Linked DNA regions of Rattus norvegicus: region 1 is linked to region 2. A link is a contact called in public Hi-C data. All regions are on one chromosome and are shown on one strand. Each heading gives the region's core, a stretch centred on a gene start, on an enhancer-like site or on the middle of the called end of the contact. The rest is flanking DNA. Distances are from core to core; before and after follow the strand shown. Region 1 has its middle 72 kb from the start of Tmc1. Region 2 overlaps Tmc1 (transmembrane channel-like 1).

Region 1 (3,249 bases), core at 226-2,725, 170 kb before region 2:
CATCAGCATGTCATAAACTTGTCCCGACACTCACATCTATTACTATTTCTTCCTACAAGGTCCATGAAGATGTATTTCTTTATTAATCTGCACATTGTTTTTATAACAGTGCCTGATACGTAGTAGGCATCATATAATACTTGCTAAACGAATGGGTAATGATGAATCAATAAATATGCAAAATATGTCAGCTTGTTTCACGATCAGAACAGTATAAAGAAGTCAGTGAAGTACAAAGTATAGCGGCGAGACAGGGCTGACTTCGTTCTTCTGTGCTTTTCACAGTTTCTATTGAAGAACTAGAGCAAAGAGTGACCCATGTTTGTCCAGTGGCCGCGTAGATGGTCTGTTTCAGTGATACAGAAAATAGGCAATACATATCAAAGGGAAATACTTGTAAAATTCTAGATTACTTTAAAGGACTCTCTCATTTAATTTATTGATTATATGATCCTTACTTATAAAACGGACTGATGTGGATGGAAAAACCATACAAATGAACCCCCCTTAGTAAATAGTTTGTGGGCAATTAGGACAATAAAAAATATCTCTAACATGTGCCAAGAGCAGAGCGGCTTGCTACCATATGATGAAAAATTCAGGCAGCCTCACATTGCTGCACAGAAAATGACCTCATTAGCAGCTTCAACAGCAACTCATTGTATTCAAGGTTTGTGTGGGTCAGGGAGCCAGGATGAGGCTAACTGAATGGTTCTGGGTCAGTGTCCTTGCTTCGATTTCCTGTGGCTGCCATAGACCATACCGCAGACCTGGCAGCTTAAAGAACAGAATGCGTACTCCTCCCAGAGCCCTGAAAGCCAGGGCCCATGATAGTGCTTCCTTCTGTGGCCTGTCTCTTTCTCATCCACACAGACAATGCCTTCTTCCTGTGCTCATGGACCTCAGCATCTCTTTTGAGAGCTCATTTCCTCTTTTCTTTAGCTTATGAGCCAGCTTAAAGTTAAATCCACCCTAAAGACTTTATTTTAACTTAATCAACTCTTGGAAGGTCTTACCCTAAAATGTTGTTAACAAATCAGGGCCTGTCCCTCAGGTCATGAATTTTTACCTCGTTTACCTTTTTGGAGAGCCTCATCCTCAAGTAGGTGGTTAAAATTTCAAACATATGCCTTTGCAGAATGGGGACAGAATTCAGTTTTTAAGAGTCCTCCATAACTTGGGGCTGTGGTCTCACCTGATGGCTGGGTAAAGTTCAGCTTCTTACCTCACATGTGGTTGGTAGGTATAAGTCTTCCTGGAGATGGCCCTTGTCCTGTGGCTTTCCTACAGGCTTTCCAGTTACCTCATAATAGAGCCTCTGGTTTCCCCTTGATAAGTCAAACTCAGGTTGGTGACTATGCAGAAAGGGACAGAGAAAATTCTAGATAGAATTTACAGGCTTTGTGTAATGCAGCTCTGAAGTGACATGCCTTTGCTATTACCACATCCCAGTGGTCACACTGACCAACCTAGAAAAATGTTGTGGGAGAAGACTGGATAGGAGAACAAGAGAATCAGGATATAAGATCATTGGTGGTCAGCTTTAAAGTTGGCCATGAGAATTGTATTAAAATTACCATTCTAGACGGCAAAAATTTACATATTTACATAACTCAAGATACTTTGGTTAATCAGTAAAATATGACTCTAAAATATTTTTAGCTGCTGTAATAATTAAGGGGGGTAGGAATGACGGTTTCTGGAATAGAATTCCATTTGCTGAAGAAGAATTTGAAATATTTGCCAAACAAATGAATACATGCTGTAAGTTTTAGTGCCTAAGGGCTAATTCCTCTAAATAAAATGCACCAGGAGTTAGTGTCACACTTGACTCTGTGTTTGAATATGCATTTTAACATTTAGATATTCTGACAACTTTAGCAATTTATTCAATCTCTAGTCTCTGGCATTCTCATGCAAAATGGTAGAAACAAATGACATCTGCTTTTATGGTTGCTGGGAAGCTGAGCTAACACATAGAAAGTGCTTGAACAGGGCCCTGAACAAATAGCATGTCGAAATCACAGGGATGGTCTCTTGTTATTATTACTGACGAGACTCCAGTACATGCCTGACTCATTATAGGTACTCACAAATGGCTGTGATGACCAAAATATATTGTCTTTATGGAGTTGTAACAGAGTTTGCATAGAAAATGGTATTAGCTGGGATCATTGCCAACTGATGCTTATCTGAATCGAAAAGAACAACGTTTACGTTCTTTGTTGCCAAAGGTGGAGGCTTCTGTGCTAAAGCTTATGTCTAAGACAGAAATGATGGAACATGTCCATAATACTCCAAAGGCTGAGACAGGAGAATTGCTGCAAGTTTGAGGCCAGCCTGCTCTATATACAGGAGGTTCTGGACCAGTCAATGTTTTGTGGTAAGCCCTGTCGCAAGAAATAAAGCAAAACTATCATCAGATCTTAAGTCCATAAATTGTATTATTACATCACAGTCACAGTTCTCTAAAGTAAGCCCTTTTTTTCTCTCCACAAATAAGTTTGAAAGACTATGATGTATGAGAGGGGAATGAGATCAGTAAGGATGCTGCTTGGCATGGTGCCAGGTAATAAAGTAATCTCATTATCGGGCTACGTGGAACTTCTGTGGCTAACAGAATTTTCAGGCAGTAAGATGATGCCACAGGAAGATTAATTTAGAACTGCTGTGAGAAACAAACCAAGAGGGAGTCTTCTAGCTTGGGTTGGTACAGGGTTTAAATAGTACCTCCCATGGCTTCTTATGAAGCACAGAGCAAAAGGAGCGAAAGAAATGGCCTCTTCGAAGAGGAAACAATAGGAAAGTTTCACTTCTGAGCACTTGACTTTCACAGGCATGAGCCCAGTCATGGTTCTAGCAACCAATTGCTATGCTCAGGGTGTGGAGTCACTGCTTAGACTCAATCACACTGGGGTCTGATGCAGTTGAAGTTCAGATGGGGTTCAAGTTCAGTCTGATTCTATGCTGCTCCTTGAGAAATTCCAAGTTAGGGGCATAAGCAAGAGGATAAAGTAAGTCCTTTGGAGGTCAGAAATTTATTAGGAGAGTTATTATTGCGACAGACAGACAGACAGACAGACAGACAGACAGTAACATTGTAGGGAGTCCAAGGGAAGTTCAGGCACCCGTGACAGAGCAAGAGGCTATTTCTTCCATGTTTCAGAGGAAATCGGAGGAGCTGAAAGATGTGGTTGATACACAGTAAGTCCTTGTAGTCAGATGTTTCTGAATCTCCCACGAGGGCGA
Region 2 (3,283 bases), core at 648-3,147:
GGCCCGCTTTGCTCTTCATTCAGTGAATTCAGAGTGTAGGGTCTTTATATCCTTTGTTCTTAATTCTGGACTTAGTGAATTCCCAGAAAATGAGACCCCACATGGAGACCCAAAGAGTCTGAATGAAAAACTTTCCAACGTGTTTTTTAAATAAAACCGTTTGTGATCACATGTGGGGCTCAGATTTGCTTTAACTGCTCTTTTTGCTTTTTCTAGTACCTCTGGGGTTTACCATATGGCAGCTTACCTAGGAAAACAGTCCCAAGAGCTGAAGAGGCATCTGCAGCAAACTTTGGTGTGCTGTACGACTTCAACGTAAGTTTCTCCACATAGAGTCTGTAGAGACCAGCTTTTTTTTTGTTGTTGTTGTTACCCAGAAACTCTATGCTCCTTTACATAGGGTTAGGGTTAGGGTTAGGGTCTTAAGAGATATCCCTACCTCCTGTTTATAAAAGACTGTATGTGTCAAAGTGTGTCTCTGTGTATGAATAAGGTTTACACACATGATAAATATGATTAAATAGGAATATTGAATATGGACGAAAGATGAGCTCAGATCCTAAAGATTCACGTCAAATTTTCTTCTTCCCTTGAATAAAGAACAAGGGAATTATTTTCAAATGTGCTCTTTGAAAAAATCTTATGGGATTTTTGGTAGACTCCATATTAACTCCTTCGCCAGCCTACACAAGAATACACGAATACTTAATAGTCACTACTAAATTAAAAAGAAACACTTATGTACTGAGAAATATCAAATTCTACAAAATACTGAAAAAAGCACTAATTCACTATAATATTAAAATAAATAGTATTTTACTATAGCACTAACAGTAGTCTTACTCAACACCATAGTTTGCTGTCCTTGTCAACTTAAAGAGGGAACCTGAACTAAGGAACTGCTTCTATCAGATTAGCCTATGAGCACGTCTTTAGGGCATTTTCTTCATTTATGACTTACGTGGGAAAGCCCAGCCTACTGTGCATGATGTGGTCTTGGTAGGTGGGCTTGCACTATTTATGAAAGGTAGCAAGCCAGGTAAAGCAAGCCAGCGTGGTCAGCGTTTCTTCATAAATTTCTACTGCTTTTTAGTTCCTGCCTTCAGGTTCCTGCCTTGTGTTCTGTCCTGGAATCCCATGAGGATGAACTATAACCTGTCAGTTCTCCCCAAGTTGGTTTTGATCAATATTTTATCACAGCAACAATAAGTGAGTTAGAACGTTTAATTATTGTGGCACAAACTTATTGTTGCCTATTGAAAAATCATTTTGGGGTATGATTCAAGCCTGTGATGATGTAATTCTATAATTTCTTTTTAAAATACTAACAAGATCAGAGATGGGCAGAGTTTAGGATATTGATAATTTAATCAATTTTCTGGAGAACTTCAAATGAGAATTAAATTTTGCATATTTGATGTGATAAAGATAAAGACCCCTCAGATTGCCTCTTTATAGTCAATATGTGTGCATTTACAGATATTTTGGTTTCTAAAATTTAAGCTTCTTAAGATGAGAAAATGACTGCTCTGTATTCTTTTCAGTTCCTAATATGGTCTTCATTAAACTGGTAGATGGCTCTCGTGAACCCTGCTTTCTGTCTTCGAAGTTTGACTGTTTCTAGTTTTTTTTTCAAATAGATGAATCAGATGACATCTAGTCTTATGAGTCTCACCGAATAGCAATCCTGAGTAAGGGAAAGATTTTTTTAGATTGATGTGATGAAAACCACAGAAATAAATTTATGTGATCAGTACCAGAAGACAGAATTTTTATGACAGAATTCTAGTCTCTAAGAAGATACAGCAAGCTATTGAGGAAGCATGAAGCACAGAATCAGTAGTAAGTTTTTCATTTTTGAGTCTTAAATCACCCTAGTTGGCTATGTCATTAAAGTCAACATTGACTCATTAAATATAAGCAGCATGCACTGGCCTCACAAAAATGAATGCAATGTGGCTCTTGGTCTATTGTACTTTTTAAAATAGAAGTAAGATAGATTTGCCATGACTAGGGGAAGAAGAAGGGGATGCAGTAGTGACAGGAGATAAAGCCAATCAGCCATGGGAGATTTCAGGTAAGCGGCCACTGGCCACTTCCCTGACTGGGCCTGAGGTAGCCGGGGAAGGTTTGGGAATGCCCAGCCTTTTGAAGAAGCCAAGGCATTTAAAAATAAGCCTGTGTGTGTGTGTGTGTGTGTGTGTGTGTGTGTGTGTGTGTGTGTGTGTGTGCGCACGCGCACATGTGAGTGTGTGTTTTATTTGTGAATCTAAAGACAGTTCCTGGGTGGTGACACTGCTTTGACTGTGGCACTTGTGTACCTGCCCAGGAATTATCATTGGGCTCTCCTAAACCTTCCGCTGCTATCTCAGGCCCAATCAGTAAAGTGACCTGTGGCCACATACCCAAAATATCACATGGCTGGTTTGCTTTACCACTGCTGCATTCCATTCTTCTTCTCCAGGTCATGGAGAATTGCTCTGTTTCCTCTGCGTCCTACTTGCACAACTCTTAAGTAATCCCTCCCTGTGCTCAGCCATTAGCCATAGGCATCCTTATTGATTGATCAAAAACTGACTGGGGACAAGGACCTTTAGCAACTGGTCATGCAGATTCCTGATTGAATCAAAGCATTAGAACCAATTTGCAACAGATAGGCAATATGATGGGCTGTAAACCATATTAGCAGAACGGTAACAAGAATAACAACAAGAAGAGGGGACTGAGGAGTCCTGTTCAGGTGTAGTGCTTACTTTTTTCTATTGCAGTGGCACTGAATTAAGTAACATATAAAAGAATTTAATTGGCCTTGTGATTCCGGAGGGCTATAGTTATGATGATGCAGTGAAGGCAGGAAAACAGGAAGCTGGAGAAGCAGCTAAGATTACACATCTTGATCCATGAGGAGGAAGCAGAAATAATGTCTTTTGGAACCTCAAAGCCCATTCTCATTGAAAGCTGCAAGAAAGCTGCACCTTCTAATCCTTCCTGAACAGCTCCACCATCTGAGGATCAAGCATTTAAACATAAGAGACTATGGGGGTCATTTTTGTTCAAGCCGCCATATGTGATTAATTCTACTGGAGAAGGACTGTGTTTCATAGAATAAAGTTTTTTTTTTTTAAGATTTAAAAAACATCATCTCACCTTGAGACCTTAAAATTTTCAGCTTTAATTGTGGTATGATTTATAGACCATTAAATTTACCTGGTGTAAGCATGTGACTTGATAACTTAAAGTAGATCTGTGCGACAGTAATCATAAATCATCCTTAAAACACTTC

The links. A called contact is a pair of places that touch in the nucleus more often than the background predicts.
Region 1: a Hi-C map of the A7r5 cell line shows a contact between it and region 2, with 3 times the contacts expected there. The contact joins two enhancer-like sites. A contact is called at or near these places in 4 of 12 Hi-C or Micro-C datasets (the A7r5 cell line, the Rat2 cell line, Schwann cells and 1 more).

What each region holds. Positions count from the first base shown.
Region 1 is chr1:227,942,952-227,946,200 of GRCr8, reverse strand. No RefSeq gene overlaps it. Among named protein-coding and RNA genes, the nearest start is that of Tmc1, 72 kb to the right of the region's middle. Within about 2 kb of position 1,475, at least 7 of the 93 cell types and tissues checked have an H3K27ac peak or open chromatin away from gene starts, as enhancers often do. A contact at or near this core is called in the A7r5 cell line, where this site is marked.
Region 2 is chr1:227,773,400-227,776,682 of GRCr8, reverse strand. Tmc1 (transmembrane channel-like 1) reads left to right here. Exons shown (of 21, transcript NM_001415991.1): 9 at 217-315. Among named protein-coding and RNA genes, the nearest start is that of Tmc1, 97 kb to the left of the region's middle. Within about 2 kb of position 1,897, at least 3 of the 93 cell types and tissues checked have an H3K27ac peak or open chromatin away from gene starts, as enhancers often do. A contact at or near this core is called in the A7r5 cell line, where this site is marked.